Linked DNA regions of Danio rerio: region 2 is linked to region 1. The links are chromatin contacts, called in public Hi-C maps. All regions are on one chromosome and are shown on one strand. Each heading gives the region's core, a stretch centred on a gene start, on an enhancer-like site or on the middle of the called end of the contact. The rest is flanking DNA. Distances are from core to core; before and after follow the strand shown.

Region 1 (5,174 bases), core at 960-3,459:
CAGTTATACGCCTCAGTTTCTATTTAACTATGAGATTTAAATACTGCATTTTAGTGATTTGTTTGCTGGATTAGCTAGTCAGATGTCATCATAATCATACTTTTTGATGTACTAAAAATATTTCCTAAAAAATTGCAATAAAAAAATTACTAAAAGGCTACATTTTTAAAATACAAATTTATTACATCATTAGGACAAAAGTTTTAAAGTAAAAAAAAACTGCAGCCGACTGCCAGCACATTCAACATTCAAAATACATGCACATATGATTTCAAAACAACATTAGCACTATTTAATTGACTGTGAACAATGTTGTACTTTGATAATCATTGGCTACTAATAGGGTTGCAAATTTACTGGTACTTTGGTAGCATCGCGATACTAAGGCTCCAAAATACTGGCAGTGACTCTAGTTTGTAAACGGTAGTATTATCATTAATGGTTCAACAATAGTCAACAGCATGTGGAAAAGTCCCTAAATCTCATTCATTTGTGCCAGCAAATAATCAATAGACTACTTTATCTTATTGTAATTGTAACACTCTATTAAAATTTTCTGATGCTTCAAACACACATCTGAATCAGTTCATTTCTATTCCTGCAAATATGATTTAGCTACAACGACCACGACAATCTCTTAAAAAGAACAACTTACTAAAGTGAAATTTATTATTACTTTGGATTCTTACTAGATAAAACTGAAAATAAAAAATACAATAGAGGAGAAAAAATGAAAATAGCAATAGGAAACACTAAGAAAACACTATTTTTTTACCTCATATTTTGTTTAAAAAATTGTCTTTCTGTAATGAATTTCATTTGGTATAATTTGTATCTCATATTTAATGCAGTTTTTGTTGGTCAGTTATCTACAAAATAACAAATAACATTTAAGGTGAAGTGATGTGCGTCAAAAGCCGCTATACTTGCTATTGTGATACTTTTGTTTTGCTGGTATAGTATCATGGCCTAAATTTATGGTATCGTGACAACCCAAGCTACTAATAAGATTTCCATATTTAAAACTTGCAAAGAATATTTTTCTAAAGTTAATAAGTGTGAATGTGCGATTATAAAACCAATTTTACAATAATTCTTGTGTCAAAGCAGGGGAATTGTGTTTATAGTTTAATGAATTGGGTGAGCTTTCTCAAAAATGGCGTTATGGTTTTTAAAATTTTAAATAAAAGTCTGGTTTAGTGTTTTGACAAATCAAGTAAAACTGAAAGAATGTATCATCAGTGACAACATCATCCCAAACATGGATTCAGGATTCATCACCCACCTTAAGTCTGTAATTTGCAACAGCAAGGTAAAAGAGAAAATCTCTCTGGTCATCTTTTTTGCTTGTGTGAACCAGTTCTGGTGAAAGAAAACATTTGAGTGAATTATCAAACACGAACAAGCAGGCAGTAACAAACCAAAAAAACAAACAAAAAAAGCTGAATCACAGACCTTCTAAAAGCTGAATGCCTTTTACAATGTCATTTGTGTATTTGCTTCTGATTAAACACCAGGCATATTCAAAAGTAGTGTCTCTGGAAACGGGTCCTTTCACCAGCTCTGCGTTATACTTCTTTTCAAACTTCTGCAAAATAAAAGTCATGTCAGTGGATCTAATCACTCCATTCGACCAGTAGGATGATGATGATGATGTCAGGATCATGTGCTCCCCCTGGCAGACAAACGTAGACTAACTTTTACAGGAAACTGATTAATTACACTTTGTCTTCTATTTTAAAGAAAATAAAATTATGTATTTGACACGATAGGAGTCATTTTAATATTATGGAGTATATACCGTATTATACAAACATAAACTAATAAAAAAGGTGTATTAGATATCTCAAAACCCCGTAGTGTTAGATGTTATAACAGTACGTTTACTGTTCGTCAATAAAGATCGTCAAAATAACACAATGAGTTAAAGATACATGAGTGAAAATCATATATAATGTCCATTATTTTTGTTTTGGGGTGTACAGTAGAAGTGCGTCAGTCGAAAGCCTTGGTATAAACCCGACAACGGTGATTACACTATATAAAACAGTTTCATCAAGACGATATCTAAGTCATTTTTGATTCACAGCAGTGAAAAGACTGATTAAAATGCTTTAAAATACCTTTAGATCTTCTGGTGCTACTATGTCTGACACAACCGCCTCCATCTTCGCAGAGAAACCAAACACTGGAAGGTTCAGGGCGTTGTCAAAATAAAAGTCAGTGATTGCGACACACCGTTTTAATAGTGAGGCAGCAATCTATCTCGCTGTTTTTAATTAACGTTAGTTTAAATGAATTCTGTGGTTATCGAGTTCTATGTTATTTTGATATATTAAAGGCTATGCGTTTCACCTAATCAAATTTCAGTTTGTTGAACATAAACATTTTATTTTAAAGCATACATAAACATACAGATATTTTACTATTCCCATTCCTATTATTTACTCTTTACTATTGTGATATCATGGTAATATTATATAGTATATTTCAGTTCACTTTAAATGCCTTGAAAAAAAATGGAGAGAAAAATATATACGTAATCCCCCAAACTGTTAAAAATATAATTTCCATCACAGAATGTAAAACAATAGGCAATGTAATGAACGTGTGTATGCAGTTTCATAAAAAATACAACCAGCAAGACTGAGATTGTGAAACGGAAGAGTTTACTGGGTAAAACTTTTTTTTTTTTTGCAAAAAACAGTTCACAAGTTTGTAGCAATATTTGTTTACTATCCAAAATATGAATTACATTGTCAATGAAAAAGAGATATGAGAGCGAAAAAGAGAAGAAGAAAAAAACAAATAAAGAACATGATATAAACTTGAGGGTAAGACATTTAAGAATCAATAACAGTACATACACTAAAGTCATTACAAAATGAAATAGTTCTGTTTGCGTTCTTATTTTTATATAATGAATTTAAATGTATATAATGACTAAACTCTTGCAATTACTGGGTAACACTTTACAATAACAGTACATGAATACTGACAAATTAATACGTAAACTAAACATTACCGTAATTATGAATTAATGATCAGTAAAGGTATGCGCTTATTTATAGCTTAAAGAAAAATCACCAAAAGAGACATTCCCTAAACAAGTGAGCAACAGACTCAGAAGAAGTCTCACAAAAAAAGCGAGACACGTCAACGTCATTTTTGTAAAAATTGTTTAACTGGATGAAACCCATGCATAATTTTAAAAGACATTTCTTTAATTTTATTTGTTAAAACATTTCTGAGGGAGTGACCAAACATACGACCATTTAATATCATCAAAAAAGTTGTTTCAATAAGAAATAGAAGAAGGATTTGAGATGACAAGACCTGATTTTATGATTGTTTTTTTTTGTGGAGAAACAAATGGATCCATCAACAGTAAAATCAGGACTATAGTGACATACAGAAATAAATAAATTAATAATATTTCTAAAAAGCATACAAATCCCATGAGATGGCCTTGCAAACAATATTAAATTATTTTTTGGATATGGGCAGAGTAGCATATATCTTACAGTAAAATTAAAAATACAGACAGAATAAGTAAAAAAATACCATTACTGTCAAATAACTGGTTCACTAATATCGCCACATTACTGAACCAGTTATTAAAGAATAAAGATTTCCTCTTATCATTAGGCAATGCTAGTAGGGATATTCCTTCGTTGTCTTTTATTTTGTACAAGTGCATGTCCAGAAGTCTTGTCAAGCTTCCGCTAGGCGTCGCTCTCTTCACGCCCCTCTGAAAGAAACTCGACACTGATCACGTGGTATGACCGAGTAGGACGGCCATCTTCCCTAAAACACAAACAACAAGAGCGTACTAGACATCAACACGCAACGACCATTGGAGAGGGAGATAGAGCGCTAAAACAGTCAAAACGGAACACGATTCTCGAGGAGGAGCACAGAACACCAACAGCTGCACATGCATCCGAAGTGAAGACCGTAGAGTTCGACTGGGCGACTGGACAGTACAACCGCATCGACAGCTCCAGAAAGACGGTCAGCAACTGTGTGTGTGTGCGCGGTCTCTCCTTGAATGTCTGAAGCTTTAATGGCAGATGGGTGTTGCATTAAGTTTCATGCAAACTTGGGAGGGGAAGGGCAGCGTGTGTGTGCGAGCAGCAAACGCATCTCAGTGTATTAGGAGCTTGAAGTGCTTTAAGTGCTCGGTTCGGTTGACTTAGCATTAATGGTGTTGTTTGAAGTTGAAGGGGGTTTGTATGTTTGGTAAGGCAGCTGTGGCCGTGGGTTGAAGGCCACGGGAAGCAGCGGAGTGGAGTTTGGAGGGGCGCCGCGTGCACATGCAGGGGGAGTGTGCTGGCCATGCACGCGCATGCACACTCCCCCCTCCCTGTGCACGCGACGCCCCTCCAAATTCCACCAATCAGTCGAATAAACGACACTAACCTGCTTTGGTCGCCGTTTTCGTTGAACGAGATGGATATGAAGCACCAACATATCACCAGTGACAAAACATGCGCCTTTTAGCGTACTTTTAGTTCAAAGACACGTCGAGTTTAAACGGGCTAATAATTACTGGTACGTAGTTATTAGCTGATCGAGTCGTTTATTTGAGTCGGATGTTTTCAAAGAGTCGATTTAGCCAATTCACGAGTCGAACTGAACTCGTCAACAACTCACAGAATCGAGAACTGGCAGATTGGTGTTTTATCTAGAATTTAATGCAACTGTGGAAAGAATTGAGGAATTAAGAAAAGTGATGAATGATGTGTTCAAAACCTTCTGGAAAGTTCATCATTTGTATTCAGTGTCATTTTCTCACATTACATTCAGGTAGCCTTATTCTACATGAGTGTGCATTGAATTTATGTTTGCTTTCGTGCTACTTTTTTATATTGTGTCTCTGGTCTGAGGAATAATCACAGTTATCACGATTATTATGCATTCATTAATTTTAAAACCCTACTAGCCAGTGGTGTAAAGTAACTAATTATAAATACTCAAACTACTGTAATCGAGTAGTTTTTCTCAGAAATCGTAATTTACTAAGTAGTTTTATTGATAGTTCAAAATCTTTACACGAATTGACCCAGAGACTGGTTAGATGCACTGTATGATGACCGAAATGGCCTTTAACACCCAGCAGGCAAAGGATGTCAACATGGTGTCAGTTTGACGTTGTATCCCAACTTCTTGAA
Region 2 (5,174 bases), core at 1,354-3,853, 430 kb after region 1:
ACTCCAACTGTAAGTGCACATTGACCATCATGAAAATTTTATATATTTTCACAATACAGCAGACTACTTGCATAAAATACTTATAAATCTAATTTATTTATCTAAATCTCCTAAAAAAGCTTTAACATTTTAATTGTAGTGGGAAAAACATAATGCAATGCAAAAGGCCTACAATGCTGATTAATCGAACAAATACATGATATTATATACATTTATATTAGCATGTGTTTTACTAAAACTAATCATTTTGCTAATGTAGAGGATTAGTTTTTCAATAAAGGACACAAAATAATCAAAATAAATCTTTGTTTATCAAAATGATACATCGTAAAAAGGTAAAGCTTAAGTTTCTCTCTTTGTATTCAGTGTTTACATTTGTATACACTGTAAATTACTGAGCTCAATAATTCTTGAGGCCAAAAAATGAAGTAAAGACAGGTGTCATTCTGGTTTAGCTACTTTAATGCATATATTTTTGTCCTGTCCTTTCCTGCTTTCTTTTTGGAGGCAAATGTTCCTCTCGTTGTCTGCAATTACCAATGTTGATATTCTTGTCCAATTATTGGTTTATTTGGGGTTCTTCCACCCGGCCACATTTTACCCTCTCATTTTGTAGACTGTGTAGCCTTTTTAATCCTTCTGGCTAGGCGGTTAATTATTCTGAACTGGAAGAGCCCTTACTCTTTTTCTTACACTTGTTGGATGAGAAAGGTTCTTTATTTTATGAAATTAGAGAAAATTAGGTACTCTCTTCACCGACCTAGCACGATTTTCATTAAACTGTGGAAACCTCTTCACAAACATGTCCAAACTCTTCAGCCTGATCCTGCTCCTTCTGATTGAGTCCACAACTCCTACTCCTAGACCTGTACAGTATGTTCTGTATGTAATATTGCACTAGTTTTTTTTATGTAATAATTTTCTTTTGCTCAAAATACTCTTTAGTGTATTTGCATATTGTTTTTGTAATGTGTTTTACAATGTATAAATAAAACATTTTAAAAATTAAGGAAAAAAAGACAAGATTGAATGTGATAATGCTTGCTAAATAATGCATTATCCTAAGAGATATAATATATTTTAACCAACATTATATTTTCTTTTTGGGCAAAAAAAAAAAAAATGAACAGCCTAATTACAAGTTCAGGTAAAACTTTATTTTGATGGTCCATTTGAGTATTAGTAAACTGTCTGCTGAATATCTGCTGAGACCGCTCCTGCAACAGACATTTAACTGACTATAAGAAACTTTGCAAGTACATGTCAACTAACGCTAACCCTAACCTTAATCTAACAGCCTATTAGATGCAATGTAACTAAATTCAACAAATGGACCATCAAAATAAAGTTTGACCCAAGTTCAGAAAGCAGAAGAAAACTTTTTAATGTTACACAGAACAAATCATAAAGTTTAACAATGCAAACAGCAATAAATAAAATATCCCCACCACTTTCCTCCACTGTATAGTTTAATCAGCCTGAAAACATCAAGAACACTCAGATAAACAAACGCGTTTGAAACAGAGTGTTACATCATTGCTGTCTTATTTATATAAAATAAATAAAGTAATAATAAAACAGCATGTCCTCTCTGCTTTGTTTCAGAGATGCCTCTTTACGTCTAATTGCAGATAATGACAGGCACACAAGCATAATCTCTGATTAAATTGCTCATTTATTACAAACCACTGCGATATGTAGATATTAGATATATCAACATTCACAATATTTCTATCATTTGTATCTATTATTCATATAGCCCTGTGCCGAAAATAGTGCTGCAAATTTTGAGAAGGTAATTTTGAGGCTGCAAAAATCAGAAAAAGAGTCCTAGAGGGACTGGCACTTGTGCATTCGCCGAAGTGTGCTTTGTAGACGACTATCTGAGAGTGTGATGTGGATTAGAGAAGTAATTGGCAGAGTCTATGTACTGTCATGTCCCAGCAGGCTGTTTAGTATTGCAGCGTGTTTGCCGTGATCTGAGAGTCTGTCTCCAGGTCTGATCCTCCTTTTCCTCCATCTTTGACTATCTGAACATCAATTGATTCTGTCTGCTTGTGCTATCTGCTTATTGACTAATCTTGAACTTTACCTAGCTGATTTTTTTGCGAAGTTTTCTCTGAGGATGTTGGAGAATTATGACAAAGCAGTAGTTTTGTAATAATTCTGGATACTCAAATGTAAACCAGGACGAAGAGGAGTGTGTTTAATGCTTTTACATGCGGATACATGACATGCTATTAAGGGACAAGTCGACCTTATGTTAGGGCCGTGGCGGTGTAGACCGCGCGCGCCCCCTTTCGGTTATTATAGCAACTGCGTGTTTCCTCGAGTTACAGCTGAGGGGAATCAACCGGTTGCTTACAAAAAACCTAAAAAACAGCTTAAATATCGATTTTGGAAATCAAAAAATAAATCACAATGCACACTGACGCTTTTTATGCTATCTAACGCTAATAGAGAGTAATAGAAAAAACGACTCAGCAACCAAGTAAGCGTTGTTATTTGCTACATGGAGGTTAGTGGAAAGTGCGAGATATCTGGAAAGAGGAAAAAATACCCGGATTGAGATCACAAAGAGCGAATTATGCTGGAGGAAAAGTGAGCAAACTGTGAAAAGACCCTCCTCTGCCACGTCTGAACCTGCCCTGTCAGTTCCTTTCAGCTCAAACCTGCAGAAGAAGCCGAAAGAAAGAAGGAAGCTTTAATTAATTAACGGTACACGCAAACAAGGAACTTCTTCCACTTTGTTTTTTGCCCCTCAGTTCTCCGAGCAGACGGAACAGCTGCGCTCGCTCAGCAAGAGCAAAAATCAACATCTACTGTTCCGCCTGTGTAATATTCTCCGACGTCTGCTGTTATTTAAGGGGCTTGTTTATTCGGTCTTTTCTGTGATCTCTTGGATATAAAGTGAAATTTCCGGAGGACGCTGTTCGGTTATGGTTTAGGTTCGAGAGGATTTTAATGATGTACTGTATACAGGCCGTGAGGACGTTTGGTCGTTATTTAATGCCCTGTCAGCGGCGCAACAGTCTGGGGAATGAATTTGACGTCGAGGTTATTGCCAAAAGAGGATTTATTATGGAAAAACATCATAGTATAACCATTTTACGCCAAAATACCAATTGAAGTTAGTTTTGTATTCACACGCTCGGACGTTCTCCTTAATCATATAATCTCAGAAGTATTCTTTGCGAATTATAAATGGTGAAATCATATATCAAATATAAAGTATGTTGTTTTGCAGTCATTTACATGTGATTTCAGACCAAATATTTAAAGTATCATGGTAAACAACATCGAAAGAATGTCACAAGTTGTCACAACGAATGTGTGAATATAAAAGCAACTTTACCTCAATAAAATACCACATATATCATTGATGTTATTGGGGTAAAGCTGGTTTTATTTTCGTACATTTAACCTTTCTCCTTAATAATATGATTTCAGAAAAATAGCCTATCATATGTAAATTCTGAATAAGGAAATCATATTAGCAGCCAATGACTATCATATTGTTGACAGTCAATTAAATAGTGCTAATGTTGTTTTAAAGTCATATTTACATGTGTTTTCAGACCTAATAATCAAAGGATAGTGTGATAAACAATGAAGAGACTGTTAAAATGTGTGAATATGTGAATATAAAACCAACTTTACCTCAATATAGATTTATAAGTGAAAGTTTCGTAAAAAGATTTTAAATCATATTGTTACATTTCTTTTAATCTAGTTTTTCATTGTTGTTATAGTATATATGGTAAACACTAGTAACTAAAGTATATAAAATTGCAACAAATTATTATAATCATTTCGAAACTTTGCTCAATGGATGAACTCTGGGCTGGGTCCCTGCAGGGCCTTTAGCTGAAGCATCTGAAGGCAGGACACTGTAAATGTAAAATTCATATAGATGAGGAAACAGTACTTGAAAGTTTTCCAACAGTATAATTAAATGCAATACATTTAAATAAAAGTTTTTTGGCAAGTCTTCAAGAGGCTGGTGTCCCGAGGCCTCGCAGGACCACAAATCGTCCTTAGGGTTTAGACTAATTAACATTTGAGAAATGAGAGAGAGTAAGAGAGACTTGGCTGAAACTTGATTTTATGAATCAAACTTGATTTAATCTGTGAGAAAAAGTGTTTTTAAGTGTTTGACACTTTAAAAAGAAAGGAACTTCCGAGATGTAGTGAGAAGACAAACATTTTTCTATTTTAAATTCGGTGCACCAATTAAGTAGTCAATATAAAGTAAATAGGGCTGCAGAGATGACGTCAAAGTGCAGAAGACCAATTTGTTGGTAGTTCCATCCAGATTTATAATGGGGTTTTTCCAATTTAAGAGTAAAATAAGGTCTATTGTTACCGTAACTTGACAGCATGTTTTGCTCCATTGCGTAAATTGTACACATCCACACATGTTTTTGATAATCAGATAATAACCTTTGGTACAAGAGTGTGCAGTTAGTCTCTATAGGAATGCGCAAGCACTTGACATCCATAACATCATTATCAGACCAACTGAATGTATGTGCGCACTGCACAAGGTCATAATGTTTTGTTTACAAAGTATAATGGTATAATATTGTAATATTTCTGCCCTTTTTTTCTCCAGTTCTGCAATGCAGCCCATCTTTCCTGTTCCTCTCCTGTTTCTCCTGTTGGCTCAACAAAGCGTTTGGTCGTCTACTCCACAGGAACCAAAAGTTCAAGGCTCTCCTCCAGAAATCTCCAGCTTACATCACCCCACCTGGAGCCTGGGGCTGCAGCTGTACAGGTCGCTCCGCACCAACGGTTCCCAGACCAACACCTTCATCTCCCCGCTTCTGTTGGCCAACTCCTTGCTGGCTCTAGGGGGTGGAGCAAAAGGATCCACAGCCAGCCAGTTTCATGATCTCCTGAGGATCACCAAAAATGAGAATGTGGTAGGAGAGACTTTGACCACAGCACAGAAGGCTGTGCATGAATCAAATGGGACCAGCTACATATTGCACAGTTCCTCTGCACTGTTTTCCAAACAAGCCCCTGAACTGGAGAAGAGCTTTCTGGAGAAGCTCCAGACCCACTTTGGGATGCAGCATGTGGCCCTGGAGGATGCACAAAAACAGTCCGACATGGAGAAGCTCCAGTACTGGGCTAAAAGTGGGATGGATGGGGAAGAGACAGCAGCTCTG

The links. Hi-C and Micro-C count contacts between places; a contact is called where the count stands out from the background.
Region 2: a Hi-C map of an unstated tissue shows a contact between it and region 1, with 2.2 times the contacts expected there. The contact joins the promoter of serpinh2 here to the promoter of fis1 in region 1. A contact is called at or near these places in 1 of 18 Hi-C or Micro-C datasets (an unstated tissue) and 1 of 4 datasets of contacts at active chromatin or transcription factors (embryo).

What each region holds. Positions count from the first base shown.
Region 1 is chr7:20,825,273-20,830,446 of GRCz12tu, forward strand. fis1 (fission, mitochondrial 1) reads right to left here and starts at 2,210. Exons shown (of 5, transcript NM_001310843.2): 1 at 2,124-2,210; 2 at 1,456-1,588; 3 at 1,286-1,362. The coding sequence starts at 2,168. It overlaps gigyf1a (GRB10 interacting GYF protein 1a), which reads left to right and starts at 3,788. Exons shown (of 27, transcript XM_073908366.1): 1 at 3,788-4,014.
Region 2 is chr7:21,250,313-21,255,486 of GRCz12tu, forward strand. serpinh2 (serine (or cysteine) peptidase inhibitor, clade H, member 2) reads left to right here and starts at 2,604. Exons shown (of 5, transcript NM_001017564.1): 1 at 2,604-2,718; 2 at 4,616-5,174. The coding sequence starts at 4,623. It also overlaps a transcript of efnb3b not described here.